Linked DNA regions of Hordeum vulgare: region 2 is linked to region 1. A link is a contact called in public Hi-C data. All regions are on one chromosome and are shown on one strand. The core of a region is the stretch at or near the end of the contact, and the rest is flanking DNA. Distances in the headings are between cores, read along the strand shown.

Region 1 (6,807 bases), core at 263-2,762:
TGTGTTTTCCCGAGGAGGAGGGATGATGCAACACAATAAAGATAAGTATTTTTTACAGTGAAAACCAATGTTATCGAACCAATAGGAGAACCACACAATTTCCCGTCTTCAGCACCTACACACAGAAGATCACACACTTGCACCCAATGCGGGCAAGGGGGTTGTCAGTCCCCTTGAGCTCGTTATTTGCAAGCGATAAGTAGTGATAGATATATAGTTTGATAAATATAAATAAAAAATAAATAAAAAGTAAATAATAACAACAAGGTATTTGAAGTTTTTGTAAATATTTATGTGAATATACTCGGGGCCATAGTTTTCGGTGAAGGCTTCTTTCTCGTAGAAAGCATACGGTGGATAAACAAATTACTATTATGCAATTGATAAAAAACGCATAATTATGCAATATTTATTCATGGGAATGATCATTACATAGAGGCACCACGACCGTAAACAAGTAGACTGATTCCTGTCTGCATACATAACTATTACTCCACCCATTAGCCTTTATCGAGCATGCATCTAGAGTATTAAGTAAAAACAAAATAATGTTTGGAGGATAATGGCATGATATAGACAAAGTAAATCCATTTAATATGATTGAACCCCATCATTCTACCCTTAGTGGCAGGAATACAATACATGTCATGTCCCTTTCTATCACTTTGACTGAGCACCGCAAGATTGAACCCACTACAACGCATCTCTCCGGGTGAAGATAGATCAATCTAGTTGGCCAAATCAAATCAATAGATCGGAAAGAATTACCAAGCTATCAAAGTCAAGCATATAAGAATTCAAAAAAGACTCAAATATATTTTATAAATAATGTGAGCATAAACTCATAATTCATTGGATCCCAACAAACACACCGCACAAAGTGATTACATAAGATAGATCATCGCCGACGATGTGGTGTTGCAGACTACCTGGTAGGCTGCTGCAGCTCGTGAAGCAAAAGGGGCTAGTGGAAGTTGCGATGAAGCATCAACGGTACCGAAGTTACAGTGTGGCACGCATGGTTGCAACGAAGCGCCGTCGGGGCTGCAACGAAGCGCCGTTGAGGTTGTAACAAAACGCGTTAGAATTTCAATGAAACGCCGGATGGGCCGTAGAAGCTTCTCCGACGCTGCAATGGAGTGTCGTCGGTGCAGCGGGTGCTGCCATGAAACTGCTGCTGTTGATGCTGTCATGGATGCTGCCAGATCCTGCGGTTGGAAGCGTTTCATCGGACGGCTCAGGGGCGGTTTATTCGCTAAAATTATCCGACTGATTGGAAACATCGGCCATATAATTTACTTGTTTAATGAAGTCAATAAAGACAGAACGACTCCGCAACACATTTCCTTCCATCGCCTTTCCTCGCGTGACTTGCAAAATCCGCCACCAAACACCCGAGCCAACAAACCCGAAGACGGAGAGCCCACCTGTCAGTGACCGATACTCCACGAGGGGGGCCCACCGCCCTTATGCGCACTAACGGAGCACCCAGCCAGAAATATCACCGGGCCGGAGGAAACCAATCGAAACGACGACCCCCGCCGCGACCCTGGGCGCGAGGTCACTTCACTCGCCATTTCCTCCCGTCGCCGCACCACCAGCACCTTCCCGCCGGCGGCGATGCACCTCTTCTCCGGCGGCGGCGGCCGCACCGGCGCGCTCCTCCCGACCACATCCAAGCCGAAGGCGCACCACCACCGCGCCAAGGTCCCCCCCGCCTCCACCCGCCGCCGCGGCCCCCACCCCGCCGCGGCCTCCTCCTCCCGCCGCGTCCTCCAGCTCTCCGCCGCCTTCTTCTTCTTCCTCTTCCTCTTCGCCTTCCTCCGCCTAGGCTTCCCCTCCTCCCGGTCCGCCGCGCCGTCCCCCGCCCGCCCCCGCGCGCGCCTCACCCGCAGGCCGGCCTTCCGCCGCGACTCCGTGGCGGCGGAGGCCGCCGCGGCCGCGGTCGCCGCCAGGGCCGGCCGCGAGGCGCCCGTCGACATCACCACCAAGGACCTCTACGACCGGATCCAGTTCGACGACGTGGACGGCGGCGCGTGGAAGCAGGGGTGGGAGGTCACCTACAAGGGCGACGAGTGGGACGCCGAGAAGCTCAAGGTCTTCGTCGCGCCCCACTCCCACAACGACCCCGGCTGGATCCACACCGTCGAGGAGTACTACGACCGCCAGTCGCGCCACATCCTCGACACCATCATCGAATCCCTCTCCAAGGTTCGTCCAGATCTCCGCGCCCATGCCCGATGCCGTGTCAGGGCCTTGGGCTTGATTTCTGACGGCGAATTTTGCTTTTGTCCCGTCGTGCAGGATCCCCGCAGGAAATTCATATGGGAGGAGATGTCGTACCTGGAGAGGTGGTGGCGTGACGCCCCGCGGAAGAAGCAGGAGGAGTTTGCCAAGCTCGTGCACGACGGACAGCTCGAGATTGTCAGTGGCGGCTGGGTCATGAACGATGAGGTGACATGAGCAAATTCTTGTGGTTTATACAGGGTTTTACGAGTATATCACATAAGTTTCTGTTTCCTTGTATTGTTTATTTCTGTCATGGATGTTGCTATTTGCGGCTAGGCTATGTATGGAATGTATTTTTATTCATTTCACTGAACTTGCTCGTTTGATGCTTACCAATCATTTTGGGCATATTATGTTTGATCGCTGTTGTCTATACTCGAATGCTTGCATCTACATGATGTATCCATGTCATATACTGGTCGGTCTAAGAGTACATGTTCTTGGTGCACATGGAGAGGAGATTCATCATTTAACACCATGGCTAAAGGATCACAAACAGCATTCCCATCGCATGTTTCATATGTTTGCCTTCAATATTTTAGTTCTGCTATGAGTTTTTTTTTTGTGTCAGCCAGTCATTGTTTAATAACACAAGACTTCTGAGGGCACATGGAGAGGAGATTCAACATTTAACACCATAGCTAAAGGATCACAAACAGCATTCACATATGTTTGCCTTCAATACTTTTCGTCTTGCCGCGAGCTCTTTTGTGTCAGTTGGTCATTGTTTAATAAGATAAAACTTCTAAGTAGAGCATGGTGAACTATGTCTGTTTGTTATCCCTTGAGAACAATAATCTAAATGGACAGATTTAGTACTATATAAGTGGAGCATTTGATGAATAATCTGTTACTGGTATTTTGTAGACCCGTTACTTATTGTATCTTGAAGTTGTTGAATTCTGTATGTTGGTTTAATCCTGTCTTCAGACATGACAAGTTTACTCATCAGAGCTTTGATTTTGCCACATAATCTATTTCTTTCTAAATATAAGGTACTTATAATCCTGTCATTTCTTAAATGCAGGCAAACTCCCACTATTTTGCCATCATAGAGCAGGCAAGTATACTTAAATCATGTTTATATATTTTGCATTATGTTTCAGATTTTCCTAATGCTAAATATACCGTGTTATGACCTTCAATTGTACCGCATGCATGAATTAAGCGTGTGTTTTCGACTTGTGTATCTCGCTGCACAGAAAATATAGGAAAGCATGGACTGTACATATTGGGAAAACACCTCAGTAGGGATAGTCTTTTATCGATGCATTCTCATGCTATTTATAACCATGCTGTTTTTGCTCATGCGAAAAGATGGTACTCAGATCTTGCTTACTGCTATACACCGCGACAAAAAGATATTAAAAATACATTCATTAGTTTGGAATTAGACAATGAATCTTCTTCTGTTCCCTATTTACATTTGCATTAAGCTATGATAGTTTTTGTTATACCACATTGTTTCTTTGAACTTTCAAGTCAATCAGCCATTTCTAGTCCGAGTCAAACCACATGTTATTTGCACTCAAACCTGATGTTCAAAACTTATGAGAGTTGATCTAATCTTTCACCAACCTGCGATGTAGACTAAATAGCTAGTGCTGGTTATTAGTTATTACTATAATATGGGTTGGAACAATTATCTATTGCAATCTAATATTATGATCTTCCTAATTTTTTCACCTCAGATGATGGAGGGGAACATGTGGCTCAATGATACCATTGGAGTTATTCCTAAGAATTCTTGGTCCATTGACCCATTTGGCTATTCATCTACCATGGCTTATCTACTGAGGAGAATGGGTTTCCATAACATGTTGATCCAGCGAACACACTATGAGCTGAAAAAGGAGCTTGCGAGCAAACAGAATCTTGAATATTTGTGGAGGCAGAACTGGGATATCGAAGAAACGACTGACATATTTGTTCATATGATGCCCTTCTATTCTTATGACATACCACACACCTGTGGACCAGAACCAGCTATCTGCTGTCAGTTTGACTTTGCTCGAATGCGTGGTTTCAGCTATGAGTCTTGCCCATGGAGATATGATCCAGTTGAAACAGATTCGAACAATGTGCAAGAGAGAGCAACGAAACTTCTGGATCAATACAGGAAAAAGTCAACCCTGTACAGAACAAATACACTTCTCATTCCTTTAGGGGATGACTTCCGGTATGTTAATACCGAGGAAGCAGAAGCACAATTCCGCAATTATGAAAAGCTTTTTGATTACATCAATTCTAATCCCCATCTAAATGCTGAAGTCAAATTTGGAACCCTGGAGGATTACTTCTCTACACTGAGAGATGAAGCTGAAAAGATAAACTATTCACGCCCTGGTGAAGTTGGTTCTGTCGAGCTGCAAGGTTTTCCAACACTTTCAGGGGATTTCTTTACATATGCTGATAGAAATCAGGATTACTGGAGTGGTTACTATGTATCAAGGCCATTCTTCAAAGCAGTTGATCGCGTTCTAGAGCAAACACTCCGTGCCTCAGAGATTCTGAGTTCATTTGTTCTTGGATACTGTCAGAAATTTCAGTGTGCAAAACTTCCCATCAGTTTCTCTCACAAACTAACAGCAGCAAGAAGGAATTTGGCACTTTTTCAGCATCATGATGGGGTAACTGGCACAGCTAAGGATCATGTCGTAGTGGATTATGGGACTCGAATGCACACTTCTTTGCAAGACTTGCAGCTATTTATGTCAAGGGCAGTCGAAGTGCTTTTGGGAGACGTCCATGATAGATCTGATCCTACAATTTTATCACATTTTGAGCCGGTGCAGGAACGAGCGAAGTATGATGTTCAACCTGTGCATAGGGTTCTCAAGCCTCATGAAGGGAAGACACATTCTGTTGTCTTTTTTAACCCATTAGAGCAAACAAGGGATGAGATTGTTATGATTGTTGTAAGCAATCCTGATGTATCTGTTCTCAATTCAACTGGGTCCTGTTTGAAATGTCAAATTTCCCCTGAGTGGCAGTATGTCAGTGGCGAAAAGATATCTACTGGCCGGCACCGTCTTTATTGGAGAGCTTCTGTTCCTGCACTGGGTTTGGAGACTTATTATGTGGCTGTGGGCCAGGATTGTGAAAAGGCTACTCCTGCTGTGGTAAAAACATTCACAGCTTCCCAAGAATTTTCTTGCCCTGAACCATATCATTGTTCAAATCTTGAAGGTAAAACTGTGGAGATGAAGAATTCTTATCATACTCTTTCTTTTGATGTAAGTCAAGGCCTCCTCCAGACAGTCACTCGTCACAAACATGGGGAAAAGACTGAGATAGGCGAAGAAATTGCCATGTACAGCAGTCGTGGAAGTGGGGCATACCTGTTCAAACCTATTGGGGAAGCACGACCAATTGTTAAGGAAGGAGGATATTTCATTCTAACTGAAGGGCCCTTGGTTCAAGAAGCCCATTCCCTTCCAAAGACGGAGTGGGATAAGTCGCCTCTCTCACATAGCACACGCATTTATAGTTGCGGGGACTCTATACAGGATATGCTGGTTGAGAAGGAATACCATGTTGAACTTGTCGGTCGTGTATTTGATGACAGGGAGCTAATTGTCAGATACAAGACAGATATTGACAACCAGAGAGTGTTCTATTCTGATCTGAATGGATTTCAGATGAGTAGGAGGCAGACATATGATAAGATCCCCTTGCAGGGCAATTATTACCCAATGCCATCACTTGGCTTCTTACAGGATTCACTTGGCAACCGATTTTCAGTACACTCCAAGCAATCACTGGGAGCAGCAAGCTTGAAAAAAGGATGGATGGAGATTATGTTGGATCGTAGGCTGGTTCGGGACGATGGACGTGGTTTGGGGCAGGGGGTAATGGACAACCGGCCCATGAATGTAATCTTCCATCTCCTCATGGAGTCTAATGTGTCTGTTTTGCCTAAATCTCACAGTTCGATTACTCTTCAACCATCACTCCTTTCCCACCGTGTGGGGGCACACCTGAACTACCCAATGCATGCTTTTATGAGCAAAAAACTTCATGAAAAATCCTTTAAGCTTCCTCAACAGACATTTGCTCCATTGGCCACCTCTTTGCCCTGTGATATACACGTTGTCAACTTGAAGGTCCCTCAGCCTCTAAGATTTGCTCATACGGACGCAGTTGAGCCAAGATTTGCCATTCTGCTGCAGAGAAGGGGCTGGGATGCATCATACTGCAAAAGGGGTGGGTTACAGTGTACAAGTATAGGCGAAGAGACTGTCAATCTGTTTGACATGTTCAAAGATCTGTCGGTTTTAAATGTGAAGGCAACCTCTCTGAACCTCTTGAATGATGACCCTGAAATGCTAGGGTATCTCGAGCAAATTGGTGATGTAGCTCAGGAGGGTAATGTTCTCATCTCACCAATGGAAATTCAGGCATACAAGTTAGACCTACAGCCACCATCATCACCAGAAGAATAGTATGTCGAAACAGTATGTTTATGCTGGTCTGCCACTAACTGGAGAAGGATCTACATGGAGTAGTTGGTAGCTG
Region 2 (6,038 bases), core at 3,337-5,836, 330 kb before region 1:
TTAAAGCCAGTAAAGGTGCCGAAATGATATTTGTCGGAAACTCACAAAATTATTACGAATGTCTAAAATGCATGCATGAAGACGGAAGAAAGAAAAAACATTCGTAGTTTTCATACCTTCGCTCCCTGCCTAAGTTTTCCATCAACTGCAGCGTCGATTTTCTTTCCAACCTCGATTGACCCCTGTTTAATTGTGCCTTTGTGAACAAAGATGTTCCCCAGGGATTTTTGGACATCTTTGATTTCTATGACTGCATTTTGTTTTCCACCTTCCTCTTCATACACATATAAGAAACCATTGTCTCCAACTTGACCACCCGATTCAGCATAGAACGGTGTTCGGTCTAATAGTATTTCCACATCAGTACCTTCTGAAACATTTTCTACTGGGCTTCCATTAATTAAAAGACCTTTAACAACAGCTGTTGCGAAAAGGGACTCATACCCCAAAAATTCAGTATCAGGGATACTTTTGACAATCTCGGTCTCATTTCCAACAGAAAGTTTGATAACATTGTGAGCAGCCTGAGATTGTTTTCTTTGGTTTTCCATTTCAATATCAAACCCCTTCATATCAATAGTAACACCCCGTTCACTAGCTATTTCAGCTGTAATCTCTATGGGGAAACCATATGTATCATATAAAAGAAATACATCTTTTCCAGATAGGCAAGGCACTCCAATATCACCAGCACTACCTAATGCCTCATCCAGAAGTTCATCTAATAACTTTTCACCTCTTCCCAGAGTCTGTACAAATCGCAGCTCTTCCCTTTGAAGTTCTCCAAGAATCGATTTCCGCCTTGATTCAACATCTGGATCTATCTCACTGCTAAGGCTGATTACTGTCTCAGCTAGAGAAGGTAAAACTGCACCTTCAGAGTTCTCATGCCCATCACCTCTCATACCTATCAATCTACCAGTCCGGACTACCCTTCTTATAAGCCTTCGAACAACATATCCTCTCCCAATATTCGAGGGGATGACCCCATCTGATATGAGATAAACAACTGCCCTCATGTGATCACCAATTACCTAGCAAGATAGAAAATGCCAAAGGTTATGTCCATACAACTAATTTATCATGAAACAAGTAATAGATCCAGATTGATTCACTTTAAGATTTGTCCTCATAGCATCATCAGCTTTACTGTAGGAAACTAGCGCCATGCTTGCTGCCTTTTCCATTATTGGGAAAATCAAGTCTGTCTCGTAATTGTTTGGAACCTATATAATAGACAACTGTGCAAAGTTAGATTATAGCTCAAAAACAATATTATGGACCATTTGAAGGATTGACGAGCATTACATTTTGAAGAATGCGCGCCATACGCTCAAGCCCCATTCCTGTATCAATATTCTTTTGTTTCAATGGTTCTAGAGATCCATCATCATTTTTGTTGTATTGCATGAAGACAAGATTATAGAATTCGATAAATCGGCTATCATCATTCAAATCCTGCACACAACTATATGAACATCACTAATTTCAGTTACAGGAGAACTCCATACAGAATAGAAAATACTGAACATTTAACCATATATGCCATAGAATCTTTACATACCGCATTCAAGGATCCTCTCTCAGGATGGAAATCATAATACATTTCAGAACATGGTCCACAGGGTCCAGTTGCACCACTAGTCCAAAAATTATCATCCTCGCCCATCCTCTTTATCCTTTCCTTTGGTACACCAACCTGGATAGAATAAGCAGGAAGAAATTCGTTCCTATAAGCTTAACAAAATACCAAATGAAGAAAAATATATCTTTCAAGTGTCATGTACCATGATACCAAACACGATCCCTACACCTCTCAAAAGAAACGTGCAAGTCTGACATTTCAAATAACTAGTGAAAAATCACAAATTCATTAAACAGAATCTCTACTCTCTTTTTACTAAAACTGAGTTGTTATGGAAAACTTGCATATTTTTCTGGGGATTTTAAAGGTTTTTTGTATGTAGATATATCTCGTGAATTCTTAACCATGCACAGGTTCAAATTAATATGAGAATTAGCAGTGAGATGTGGTTAAACGTATTATATATTTATCAATGCAGTAACAAATAAAAAGAGAAGGTATGCAAAATTGCAGAAATATGCAGTTTTACATAACTGACCTCATTGAGCCAAATAGAGAATGCCTCGTCGTCATCTTCAAATACACTAATCCACAATCTTTCTGGGGGCAATCCATACCTAAACAAATTTCACAAACAAAATGAATGCTAGCACTAGAAGAACATGAAAAGGAATTGCAGGAATGATGTTGTGTGGTGCCTCATAGCATGTTCTAAAGATTCCACATAGTAAGAGAAAAGTCCACTTTCCTCCTCAAGTAACACAAATTTTGAACCCCCCCCCCCTCTTAAATTATTGTAATTCTAATACCAGATTATTTCACACGCCCTCCCCCCAGGCTGGTTTTGGAGTGATTTTTCCAACACATGAATGCTGACATCATTTTCTACGACATGGTGGGCCTAGCCGACTAATCAATACATATTGAGCACGAATCAGGTAGAAGATGGCATTGGCATCCACATGTGATGTCAAGGAGTGAACAATGAAGTGACTAATTATTATAAGTTCCAGGAGTTAACTAGACCAAAAAGAAGTTCAGGAGGTTAAGTGGACCCAAAAGGTTCAGGGGGCTAACTACCCATAAAAACCCAGTGGAGTAAAGTGGATTCCTTTGCCTGGTATGATGGTTAAAATGCAAGTAACATCATTGAGGTAATATAAGAGCATTTTAAGAACAGCTGAAGCTTGACATAATAATGTATTTGGATAGCACAAAGTGACAAAGATCACATCCAACATAATAATGGATTGAAATGTGTGAACAACATCTCTATGATAACAAGCGGAGACATGGCAATCTTTTCTAGATAAACAGCTTAGAGTTTACCATCATGGATATCATGATGCATGCGGAATAAAGGAATTGTTCATACTCCTTGGTTGTCAGCTCCCATGCCCATTTGATTGCATCCTTCTTGAAGTAATCGCCAAAGCTGAAGTTCCCAAGCATCTCAAAGAAGGTTTGATGTCGGGATGTGCGTCCCACATTCTCAATGTCATTTGTCCGTATACATTTCTGGGAGGTGGTGGCACATGGTACACGCCTAGGTTCCTAAAGTAACAATAAATGGACTTCATCATGTAGTAAAATCAAACAGGTGCAGACTGCAATATAATGTGTGTATAAGGAACAACAATGAAGTTCCTTCCCCGGTTATGTGGCAACTTGGAAACTTTATAATATCCGGTTATAGAAAATTTGAAGTAAACCCAATTAAAATACACCAACCACGTGAATAACCGTGGCCGTCTCTTTTCGAGGGAGTTCGGGAAGAGAACACGGTGGGGTTATGAATGACTCGTAAGTAGGTATTCAGGGTCACTTCTTGATCATTAGTAAATCACGTCCGTTTATGCGTAGATCACTCTTCTTATTCTTGTACTCGTAAGTTAGCCACATATAAGTGATTAGTGCTTGCTGCAACCTCACCTGTTACTACGAGTAAAACGACTTAGAAATCGAATTGAACTTAGACATCACTATTGTTATGGAAAACAAATAACGATAAGAATTGTGCTAATGGACTGAAACATAAGGGCGTCTTTGATTAGTAGGAATTTTGGAGAATTCTATTCCTTGGGAATTTTTCATGTAAGGTTTGTTTGATTTGAGGGACTGGAAACCACAAGAAATTTTCCTGTCCGCTATTTTGGATGCAAGTACAAAGCACAAATTTCCACTGAAATTTTGCTTTGTGTCTATGACAACTATGTGACACACCCAATACTCCAAGGAAATTCCTACATTTCTCACGTGGTGCAACCAAACAACTTGTATTACATATTCTTGTGATTTTAGTTCATGTAGGGTTCAATATGCCATGACATGAAATTTGTTAAGTGATTTCTATTCCTGTGTTTGTGGAGTACTATATATAAACGAAAAGTGAAGACTATCCTTGTTCGCCACATTCCCCAATTTCTCAGAAACCACTAAAACTTCAGGAATCGATGTTCTAACAATGCGGACGCACCTTGCCAAGAAATATAGGCTTGAACTGAAGCATCCCAGCTATGGTGAGGAACACGGTGGGGTCATCGGGCACGAGAGACGAGCTCGGGAGTATCTTGTGGCCACGGGCGGCGTAGAAATCAAGGAAACGCCGGCGTATCGCGTCCCCGCTCCACTCGGATGATCCCTCCGTTCCCGCCGCCGTCACCGGGTTCGCTCCGGTCATTATCGATTGGCTCGACTGACTGGCCACGGGCAGGGAACCCGAGCAGCATACCACAGGCGTCGCTGACGTCCTCCTCGCCGGCGCCCCTCGGCCATGTTGTCGCCGGAGCCCAAGGGAGCGCCGCGCGGGGCAGATGTGTGGGTAGACGGCTGGGAGGGAAGGAGGAGAGGCGAGGCGGCGCATTGGGAGGAGCATGAGGGCGGCGGGGTGGGAGGAGCGGGCGACGCCGGCGAGGTGAGGCGGAGGGGAGGCGAGCTGAGCTCGGGAGCGAGGGAGAGGCTGTGGCTGGGCTGGCCCAAACCTTATCTCTCCTTCGGTTTTCTGTTTCACCCAGCAGATTATAGCTTTGCGTCGAGAAAAGAAAACAGGCCGTACTACTAAAAAAATAAGCAGATTATGGTGTTCTAAAAAAATATACTACTCCCTCCGTTCCTAAATATAAGTCTTTTAAGAGATTTCACTAAATGTCTACATACGAAACAAAATAAATGAATCTATACTTTTAAATATGTCTATATACATCCGCATGTAGTCTACTAATGAAACCTCTAGAAAGACTTATATTTAGGAACGGAGGGAGTAAAAGATTAGGGCACTTTTTTTCAAAAAAAAAGGTGTTTCATTCATCAAGAATTACCATTACATACATGAACTACATAATTTTAATTTCTACATACATGCAAAAGTAGATGTATCGGCTTGGATTCTTTTTAATTTCTCGACAAGTGCAGTCATCGGGATTCAAGTCATGGTCGCATAATATATCAATGGTGACACTGCAGTTCGTGTCGAAGATAAAATGCTATGTACTCCACTCTAACACAAAGGCAATGCCCTCCGCACACGTCGTTGTTTCAGCTTCCAGGGCACTTGAACAATTATGAAGGAATCGGCAAGATGCGAGGATGACATTGCCCTCATTATTCCTCACAATCATGTATGCTCCTTCTGTTCCATCCTCATTGTCGGTGTTCAGTTTGTTCCATCCTCACGAAAGCTGGCTCCAATGAGTAGTGTCGGCGTTCTGGGAACGGGGGTACCCACGCCTGCATGTCTGCGACCCAGGGCTGGCCCACTTCATCAACACAAGGTCGGCAAGGAACATCACCACCTTGAACAAGGCCCTCGCGAGGGGCCAAGCCTCGCGAGGAAGAGCGACGTCAAGACCCGTTGAGGCCCTTGCGAGGACAGGACAGTTCCCCTTTAGTGCAAAGGAGATGGGAGCGAATCAGGACTCCAAAGGCACTTCCTAAAGGTTCCCCTTCCGGTGCAACAAGACCCTGGTCGCCCGCCGGCAGGACGGACGTCATCCCCGTGCTCACCTCTGCGGTGCTGGCAGCAGCTTTGCAGCCGAAGACCACTTTTGACAGGGGAAGCATGTTCCCTTGTCTCCCACCGAAACTGACCGTTGTGGGATCCCTTCCCGCCTATGATAAGGAAGAGGACCCTGGCCTCCACTATAAATAGAGATGGTAGGATACCTGAGATGGGGGATCAGATCATTGTAACCCTAGAGCAACACACCAAGCCACTTGACCTCCGGAGGCTCAAGAGCACTGTACGACCTCGTTCATCAACCTCCGTGAGAGGCAATCCACCAAAAGCAGGAGTAGGGTTTTACGCTTCGCAGCGGCCCGAAACTGGGTAAACTACTGTGTACTGAGTTCACCTCACCTTCGAGTGAGTTTTTTGCCGTTTCCATCGAGTAGCGGACTAGGCGAAGTGGAGCAGGGAGAGACCTTCATACACGCCCCAGTGTTCGAATCCTTAGGG

What was found. A called contact is a pair of places that touch in the nucleus more often than the background predicts.
Region 2: a Hi-C map of leaf shows a contact between it and region 1, with 4 times the contacts expected there. The contact joins the promoter of LOC123412761 here to the promoter of LOC123407729 in region 1. A contact is called at or near these places in 3 of 6 Hi-C or Micro-C datasets (leaf and seedling) and 1 of 1 datasets of contacts at active chromatin or transcription factors (embryo).

What each region holds. Positions count from the first base shown.
Region 1 is chr7H:104,191,897-104,198,703 of MorexV3_pseudomolecules_assembly, reverse strand. LOC123407729 (alpha-mannosidase 2) reads left to right here and starts at 1,512. Exons shown (of 4, transcript XM_045100928.1): 1 at 1,512-2,211; 2 at 2,305-2,454; 3 at 3,317-3,349; 4 at 3,981-6,807. The coding sequence starts at 1,621. The coding sequence ends at 6,734.
Region 2 is chr7H:104,522,895-104,528,932 of MorexV3_pseudomolecules_assembly, reverse strand. It overlaps LOC123412761 (alanine--tRNA ligase, chloroplastic/mitochondrial), which reads right to left and starts at 4,586. Exons shown (of 11, transcript XM_045105696.1): 1 at 4,062-4,586; 2 at 2,961-3,139; 3 at 2,124-2,202; 4 at 1,565-1,699; 5 at 1,309-1,458; 6 at 1,116-1,226; 7 at 117-1,034. The coding sequence starts at 4,460.